Linked DNA regions of Mus musculus: all the other regions are linked to region 2. A link is a contact called in public promoter capture Hi-C data. All regions are on one chromosome and are shown on one strand. The core of a region is the stretch at or near the end of the contact, and the rest is flanking DNA. Distances in the headings are between cores, read along the strand shown. Region 1 holds the start of Ssr1 (signal sequence receptor, alpha). Region 2 holds the start of Eci2 (enoyl-Coenzyme A delta isomerase 2). Region 3 holds the start of Txndc5 (thioredoxin domain containing 5).

Region 1 (2,792 bases), core at 24-2,523, 3.0 Mb after region 2:
CAGATTTAAAGAAAGAAAGAAAACCCCAATGGTCTAAGGTTGTAGTGTGCATATGTGCCTTGCATGCCTGGCACGATGGAAGCCCTGGGTTCATCCCCACCACTTCATCCACGGGGTGTGGTGACACCCTGAAACCCAGCACCCCAGAGGTACAGGCACAAGGATCATAAGTTCAAGGACGTGCTAGCTAGGGCACCAACTTACAACGCAGCCAGGGTTACCTACATGAGACTCGGTCTCAACATCTGTCTTATGTCCCCACCACCACACTCCCAAGCCAAAATCCCTAACAGCTATAATTCAAAGTCATACTAGTTACTAAGTAGAAGCCAAGCACTTCTGTGTGCTTGGCCAAAGAGTTCATAACATGGCTCGTTATTTCTCATGCCCTGGGCCACAGAAACTTAGAGAAAGAAAAGGAATTCTTTCTGGTGACCACTCAAACTAGTTGTTTTTATAAACTAGCAAAATTAATGGACATGGCGGGCAAGGGGGAACAAGTTTCTACGTTTTTACATTCTGCCAAGTTTTTAGCCCAGGTCAATCGTTGGAAAGAATAAACTTACAAAGCTCGAAATAACTTTTTCGCAGCATATTTTCAACCAGCAAAAACTGGCTGGAAAAGGGAGGGGAGGGGAGAGAAATTAGAAAAGGAAGGAGGAGGCCATCCGGCCATACTCTACGGTAGCGGCTGACAAGCAGCCGGAGGAAGGGGACGGATTTGGACACCGAGCCTCGCGGTCCACACAGACCGCGATGGGCGAGCGAGGGGGCCGGGCGAACACGATCCACGCGCCGAGGAGAAGAATCTACAGTGGGCGAATGAATGGAGGCGCGCCGGCGTGTGGCTAGCGACACGTCAGCGCAGAGCTTGGGGACGGGCGGCCCGCGGCGAGCGCGGGCGGAGAAGCGAGGCCGACCCTGGCGTGGGTCCTGCGGACCGCGGGCTTCGGGCCCGCGCTCGCTGAGGACGCCGAGCTGCGGGGGGTCCCGGGGCGGGGGATAGCATGGCCCACGAGAGCCGGGCCGGGGGTCGGCCGCGGTCCCCAACCCAGCCCCGCGTCTCTCACCTCCGGGGCCGCCTCGGAGCAGCACGGCGGCGGGAAAGGCCAGCAGGAACAGCAGCAGCAGGCGGGGGAGGAGTCTCATGGTACGGCCGGTCAGCGTCCGGTGCGGGTCCGCTAGGGCTCTCGGAGGCTCTGGCGGTAATGGCGTTACTCTTCATCCGGGCCGCGGTGGAGGGGCGGGGCACGCACGCACGCGCGCCATCCGTCGCCCCTCCCCGCCACCGTCGACGTGGCCTCTAAGCGCCCAGGGGCGGGGCCTGCGGGCCGGGAGATCACGTGGCCGGCGGTGGCGGGGACCAGGGGAGCCTACGGGCTCCCGCGAGAGCCTAGCTGAGCAGGCTTATCTCTTCCAGATGCTTAGCATCGCTTTGTCCCCCGTTGCTTTGAGGGGCCAAGGAGTGGAAACTTCCCGCATGTGTGGCAGTTGAAAGACAGAAAGTAAAGGATATGGATAACGACAAAATAAATAAATAAAAATAAAAAGCCGAAAGTGATGTCTCACATTGTAACCCCAGAGTTTGAGAGATGGAGGCAGGAGGATTGCAGCGAGCTGGAGACCAGCCTGGGCTATGTAGCGAGTTCGGGGCAAGACTGGGCTACAGAGTTAATACCTTGTCACAAAATTCTACCCCCCCTGCAATAAACAATCGGAGTTCTGGAGTTTTATTCTTTTAAATTTGACTGTCTCTCTGGTGTATAATTGCCAGTGCACAGATAGATGTAAAGGTCAGTCAAAGGACAACTTCTAGGGAACTGATTCTCTCCACATTTTAGATGGGTTCTGGGCTTGAACTCTGATCATTAGAGGTTCAGTTCTGTAATTTTTCTTAACAACCCAAACTTAGCAATTACCTAGCCTTTCTGCAGTTTCTACGCCAAAGATCTCACTTCTGGCATATTTCTGGCAACTTCAGCTGGTCAGTGTGAAACACTCGGGATGTAGTGGCTGCGCTGAGAACCTCCAGCCACAATCCTGATTCAGGGACTGTCTTGGTTACTTTTCTGTTGCTGTGAAGAGATACCATTACCAAGGCAACTTATAAAAGAAAGTGTTTGATTTGTAGGCTTGTTTACAGTCTCAGAGGGTGAGTTCCTGACCATCGCATCAGAGAGAATGGGAGCAGGCAGGCAGTGCTAACGTGGAAGCTGAGAGCTTATATGTTCAGCCCCAAAGGACAAGGCAGAGAGGTAAGTCCAATGGTACGGACTTTTGAAACCTCAAAGCCCACACCCAACAATGCACCTCCTCACATAAGTCCTTACCAAACAGTTCCACCAACTGGGATGTAACATTCAAACACAAGCCTACTGGGGCAGTTCTCATTCAAACCACTACACAGGTTAAGCAGCCACCAGGATCATTGGAGCCTCTGAGCCACAGAGGGACAAATAAACTCCCCTCAGAATTGTTGAAGATGACTGAAGTGGAAGTCACAGACCATATCTCAACTTAATTAACCCCAGTAGGTTCAGATCAGATGAACACATGTCTGACCTGAACAGGGGAAAGAGACTGTCTATAAATTCTATGAACATTAAGGAGTCAGAAGTGCCACCACCTGAAGTCAGACCTCAGAAAGGGAGACAGTGAGATCTTCGGTACAAGGACAGTGTCTCTGTACCATCCCCTCAGTTACAGTCCTTGTCAGTTTCTTGTGCCAGGAGACACTCCCGGGTTAAATACGAGGATCTTGGATATTTGATGGGGTTGAAGACTAATTATAG
Region 2 (2,772 bases), core at 18-2,517:
GCTTTAATAGCATATAAAGGCCTAATATGAAAAACAAAACAAAATAAAGCCTGCATACATACACCCCAAAGGGGAGCCAGCCATGCAACCGGAATGTTAGAAACAGTGTTAGAAACGTATCAGAAACGTATCAAATTCAGGAATCATTTGCTCAAAATGCGTTTAAGTTACAACAGAGCTCAGTCTATTACCTGCTTGTACAGTGCATAGAGTCTTAGCTTCACTTCGTTTCCCGGGTCCTTCTTCAAGAGTTTCACCTGGTTCAATGCATTTTCAAAGTCCTGCTGACTGGCTCTCATTGTTGGTCTGCCCAAGTGCAGTTTAGCCACTTGTAATCTGAAGACCTGCAGGACACTACAAATAGTGGTTTCTGTTTGTTCCTTGCCCTTTTATTTCTGCAGCAACAGGATTACTGATTGGCTCCAACTCATGTTGATCAGAACAGCATGCATCTACAACAGAGGCAGGCGGATTTCTGAGTTCAAGGCCAGCCTGGTCTACAAAGTGAGCTCCAGGATATCCAAGGCTATACAGAGAAACCCTGTCTCGAAAAACAAACAAACAAACAAACAAAAACAACAACAACAACAAAAACCCCAACAGTTTCCCTAAGTAAGCAACTTCCCACTGACGCTTATTGCACGCTCATTCAAATGGAGGGTAAGTTTTGCCTTTTGAGAAAGTCACACAGCGGTTCACTTTGCTCCATAGTTCTTTGGGTTATTACTTATGGAGCACTCTCTCCAGCCACTTCTCTGAACAAAGTGAGCTTACTGCTTGAAACCCCACACTGGTTCAGCAGCGCTCAGAGCTAACTAGCAATATTGGACAAAGTGTCATCTTAGCCAAGGCACTGCGTGCGTGCCCTAGGAAGTCCCGGGCTGGGCCTGGAGGCCTGGGTGCCCCGGGGACCCAAGCACCGACGGAGGCGACCGGAGCGCGTCCATCCTTACCCTTTGGGACTCAGCAGAGGAAGAACCTTCGAGGTCACTCTTTAGAGCTCTCTCGCTGGGAAATCGTCAAAGTAATATCCTGCTGTCTCGCTAGCCAGGCCAGATGACAAAGCGGGCGGCTCCGTGGGCGGGCGAAAATTCCCGCTGGCGACTTTGGGCCGGAGAGTCGAGGCTGCAAGCTTACCTCGGACACCAGCATCGAGCCCGACTCCAGGTCACTGCCGCCATAGCTAGATACTGTGGTCAAACTGAGCCCGGAGGCTTAGGCCCAGCAGAAACTGCAGGGCAAGACCGGGAAGGGGCGGAGCCAGAGGTGCGCTCCGGGCGTGGGTGGGGCCAGGGTTCAGGGGCGGGGCCAGGATGTGAGCTCGGCCTGTGAAAGGACCCGGGGACAAAAAGACTGGCGGAGATAATCTTGGATGTGAGCCCTGGGCAGGGGTGCGACTAGCGACTCCTTCAGAGTTGAGAATGGGCGGGTTTCGAGGAGGAGCCTAGAATGCCTGGCCCAGGTCCAACTCCGTACAAAGGTGATTGGCACAAGATCTGGCAAAGAGGGACAGGGTACGGAGGCGGTTCACTGTGTTCTTCGGAATATTAATCAGAGAGCCTAAGCATATTTATTTACAAACCGGACAGCTCCCAGAATGTTTAGTTAGGAGCACGCTCCTGAGCACGTTCAGTCTAAGGTCATGGAACATTATGTTTAAAAGATTATATGGACAAGAGTGCTCCTGGATATGCTTATCTTGCACAATTAAGTTTAAGCTGAACATGAAACGGTATAAGCTTCATTAATGTAGGCGTTTGCCCCTAAGGTGATTCTCATGCTTAGCAGAGGCCACCTCCAGTAAACACCACGTCTGGCTGAAGATTGGGGTGGGGGTGGGGCAGTTCGCAAGGAAAGGGAACCACACTGAGCAGAGTATTAGTTGAGCTTGAGGATCACTGCGCCCACGTTAAGAAGCTCTTGTAGTGTGTGAGACCTGGAACTAGCATTGTAAAGTACCTTCATAGTGAGTCCTAGACCTCCCTGCCGACTCAAATGATCCTCTTTGCACGTAGATAAAATTCTTGATATGAATATATATATGTTCTGTGCTAAGAGTAATAGAGAGCCACGGAAGAGCTAATTGGTAGAGCTAGAGAATTGACTAGGCTATTTGAGAACAGTCGTGGCTCTTGCAGAAAGCCCGGGTTTGGTTTCTCTGAATCTACAGGGTGGGTCATAACCATTCATAACTCCAGTTCCAAGGGGACAGACACATTTTATGACCTAAACAGCCCTCAGACACACAGATGGTATGCATAATACCAGTATGCAAAACCAATTACATAACGACAGTTAAATAAATAGACAAAGTAAAACAAAAAAGTTACAACAAATACATTTTTTTAAAAAGAGCCATTGGGTATGCTTTTGATCTACTTTACAGTGCAGTCAAGATGCCCGGGCATGTCTCTGAGAGTTTTGTTTCTGTACTAGAGTGAGAATGGCAGAATCCTCCTCAAGATCTCACCAGAGTTCGAATCTCCACTCCTGGTTCTTATAAAGACCTTGGAGAAGGAGGTGTGTGGGTCAATTAGGTCCTACCTTAGAGGCTTGACTGCACGTGAGCAGTGCTGTCTAAGAAGGGATTTGATACAGACACCCAGGCCTGGTGGTCACAAGAGCCAGGAAATGTTCCCAGTGAAACTGAATCTTGGGGGTTCTACTTCACAGGGTCTGCTCAGTATTCTGGGAGATGTTTCTTGAGACGGTGCCATGGAACCTATGATGGATGGAGATGCCAACCAGAGTGCTTGTTTTTATTTATACTAT
Region 3 (2,839 bases), core at 189-2,688, 3.5 Mb after region 2:
CTGACTGTGGCAGACTCCCAGTCTTTTTCTTTCAATGGTAGTTCTACAGACTCAAGTGGCTGTTCTTGGGAATGTAAAACAGTGTATCCCATTCCTGCATTCTTAACTGATAATGGCTGTGAGCCAAAATGATCCCCTCCCCCACAAAGTTAATTTAACACTAAACGAATTGAAATGCAGTAATAGCCCGCTCTAGGGTTATGGGCAAAGTTTCTCCCACTTTAGAAAAATACAATCACTGACTACATTGGATTCCACAGGCACATTTTTCTTAACTGCTTAACCCCCTGTCCTTAATGAGTCCCTACTGAGCTAGAGGAAGAGTACTTTGCTCAGCAATAAACACAGCCAGAACATCCCACATCTCAAGAGCCTGTGCTCTAAATACCGCTTTCTGCTGTGGACCGGAGAACTTCTTTCTCTGAGCATCTAGGCCCCAGTAGCAAAGCACTGCTATGTCTAGACTAATTCTTGGGGTAGTGAGGTGCACCAGGAAGCCCCAACCGAAGAATGGAAGCCTGAAGTTATGACTTTTAGGAAGAACAGTTCGACCTCACACTTTCCAAATGACCGGGCCCCAAATGAGAACAGGAGGTGAAAGAGTTAAAGGCCTTGAGAATACAGCTCACATCCACTCCAGCGTGCAGCGGAGACTCCAAAACTGGCACCTCGCTGGACTCCAGGGGCCGGGGAAGTCTCAGTTCCCGACCTAGGCTATCTTTTCCTACCCTCGACACACAAAGTGGGCAATCACATCTTGAGGGGGCCTTAGATTTCCAATCCAACCCAATATTGATGGGCCAGCAGGAAGAACCCTTCAGGATAGGGCACGTGGACGCCGGGCTCCCGCCGCGTCCGGCCAGCACAGGAAGTTTGGGGAGCTGGGCAGGGGACAGAAGCGGGGGATGCCTGGACTCCAGCAGTGTGGCGGGGTGGAGAGGCTTTTCCGGGTCTCCCCTCGGGGCCCGCCCTTCCTAGCTCGCAGGCCGGCGGCTAGCGCCACGTCAGCGGCGAGGCCCGAGCGCGGCCCACGCCCCCGGCGCAGCCTGCGCGGCCTCGCGCCCTCTCCCCGGTCCCCGGCTCCAGGTCCCTGGTCCCCGGTCCCAGATCGGGCTCCGCCGGCCTGCTGGAGCTGCAGTTACCAGGGCGCGAAGAACATGACGAAGTGCGCGGCGCTCTGGATCCCGTGCGTGAACATGTCGGCCGTATACAGGTGCTTGGCGTGCGGGTCCTGCTCGACCCCGCTGTCCGCTTCCACCTCCTGGGCCCGGGCGCCTTTGCGCGCCCCGAGCAGCAGCAGGAGCGTGGCCAGGGCCGGCAGCCCGGCCAGCGGCTGGAGGAGGCGTCCTGGGCGCGGGGGCATCGTGGCGGGGCTGGCGAGCTCTCGCTCGTGCCGCGGGTCCCCTCCGCGGCGCCGCTCCCGCCCCGGCTCCTCCCACGACCGCAGAGCCACGCCTCAATCACGCCCCCGCTCGCAGAGCCACGCCCCCTGTCCCGCCGGCTCACCTAGCAACTTGCTGTCTTCTGCTGAAAGCCACCAGGAAGAGGTCGCTTAGGTCCTGGGGTCCTTGTGCAGCACCTCCAGCGCTATCTCAGTCCGGTTCCCTTCCATCCCGCTGAGCTCATTCTCCTTCCCAAGCTCCTCATCAGCCTTTCCCTGCTAGGGACGAAGAGGCCAAGCTGCCAAGCTATGGAACAGTGGCAGCTTCTGTTGATAACTAATCAGACACCAAGAGACCCGAGAGTTTAGGACCAAGCTGAGCTGCTGTCAGCAGAAAGGAGGAAATCAGGCAAACGTGTGTGGGGTTTGCTCTTGCATAAGTCAGATTCTTAGCCAAAGCTCAACTGTGATTTGAGGGCCTGGCCTCAGGGGGTGTGATGAAACCACTTCCCAAGAGCACCTCCTCTGTTATCCTGCCCTGCCTTCACTTTGAAAAGGAAAGGCAGTCAAAGTGGCCCTTCCTTCAGGCCCTGGCTAGTGCCCTGTGTGCCCTAACTCACCCTGGATAGGAAAATGAATGGCAACAGCTGTTCTGGGTGAGAGCTAACGCCTGGGCTGGGGCGCATGGACCCACGCCAACTCTTGAACTTTAAGTCGGGTGGCAATCTAAGCTCCCTGCCCTGCCTTGAAAACCTGGAGCTAAGTTAGGGAGAACGAAACAACCACTAGACACTTGAGAGAGGTCCTAGAGCTATGCTCTGTACCGATGAAAAGGAAGCTGGCATCATAAGACATATATATGGTGATCTTTTATTGGGAAAAAGCAACGGGCATAGTAAGAAGAGTACATGGCCATCTTGTATTGGACTTCTGAGCAACACTTCTGAAAATCACCTGATCTTTATTAGCCTCAGCCTCCCTAAACCAAAAGCCTGGGTTAGCAACAGTTGGGGGTGGTGGTAAAGGGAGGGGCAGGGAAACTCACATCATCTGTAACTATTCTCATGTTAGGTTCGTCCACCTGTAAATGTTTAACCATGGTTTTCCAAACACCAAACTGCAGCATCTCTTGCTTGCCCCCTCTCTCCCTTTGTGCCCTCACATTCTGAGTAAGCACAGTTCAGCCAAACGCTTCTTCCGGCTTTCCTAACCTGAACAGACCTAAACTTGCCCATCGCAGGAGAAGTTCTATGAGCATCCTTTGCCCACGTGATTTTGACTATGGCAATTTGTTGCTCCAACTTGAACCAGCACACCAACTCTGCCCAGTAGCCTTGGCATACAGACTAAAATAGAAATCCCTGATGCTGTCCTTGAAGGCCTCCTGTGATGTGCTCTGCCATGCCTCGTGTCCTGTGAGGCTTGCTGGTGACCAGAAATCCAAGAACTCTTGCCATG

The links. Promoter capture Hi-C pulls out the DNA fragments that hold promoters and counts their contacts.
Region 1: a promoter capture Hi-C map of pre-B cells shows a contact between it and region 2, with 4 times the contacts expected there. The contact joins the promoter of Ssr1 here to the promoter of Eci2 in region 2. A contact is called at or near these places in 3 of 39 promoter capture datasets (hippocampal neurons, liver and pre-B cells).
Region 3: a promoter capture Hi-C map of pre-B cells shows a contact between it and region 2, with 2.2 times the contacts expected there. The contact joins the promoter of Txndc5 here to the promoter of Eci2 in region 2. A contact is called at or near these places in 2 of 39 promoter capture datasets (liver and pre-B cells).

What each region holds. Positions count from the first base shown.
Region 1 is chr13:37,992,935-37,995,726 of GRCm38.p6, forward strand. Ssr1 (signal sequence receptor, alpha) reads right to left here and starts at 1,274. Exons shown (of 8, transcript NM_025965.4): 1 at 1,071-1,274. The coding sequence starts at 1,149.
Region 2 is chr13:34,992,877-34,995,648 of GRCm38.p6, forward strand. It overlaps Eci2 (enoyl-Coenzyme A delta isomerase 2), which reads right to left and starts at 1,268. Exons shown (of 10, transcript NM_001110331.1): 1 at 1,138-1,268; 2 at 192-354. The coding sequence starts at 1,181.
Region 3 is chr13:38,527,046-38,529,884 of GRCm38.p6, forward strand. Txndc5 (thioredoxin domain containing 5) reads right to left here and starts at 1,439. Exons shown (of 10, transcript NM_145367.4): 1 at 1,143-1,439. The coding sequence starts at 1,363. Gm31834 (a long non-coding RNA gene) reads left to right here and starts at 858. Exons shown (of 2, transcript XR_382215.4): 1 at 858-2,839.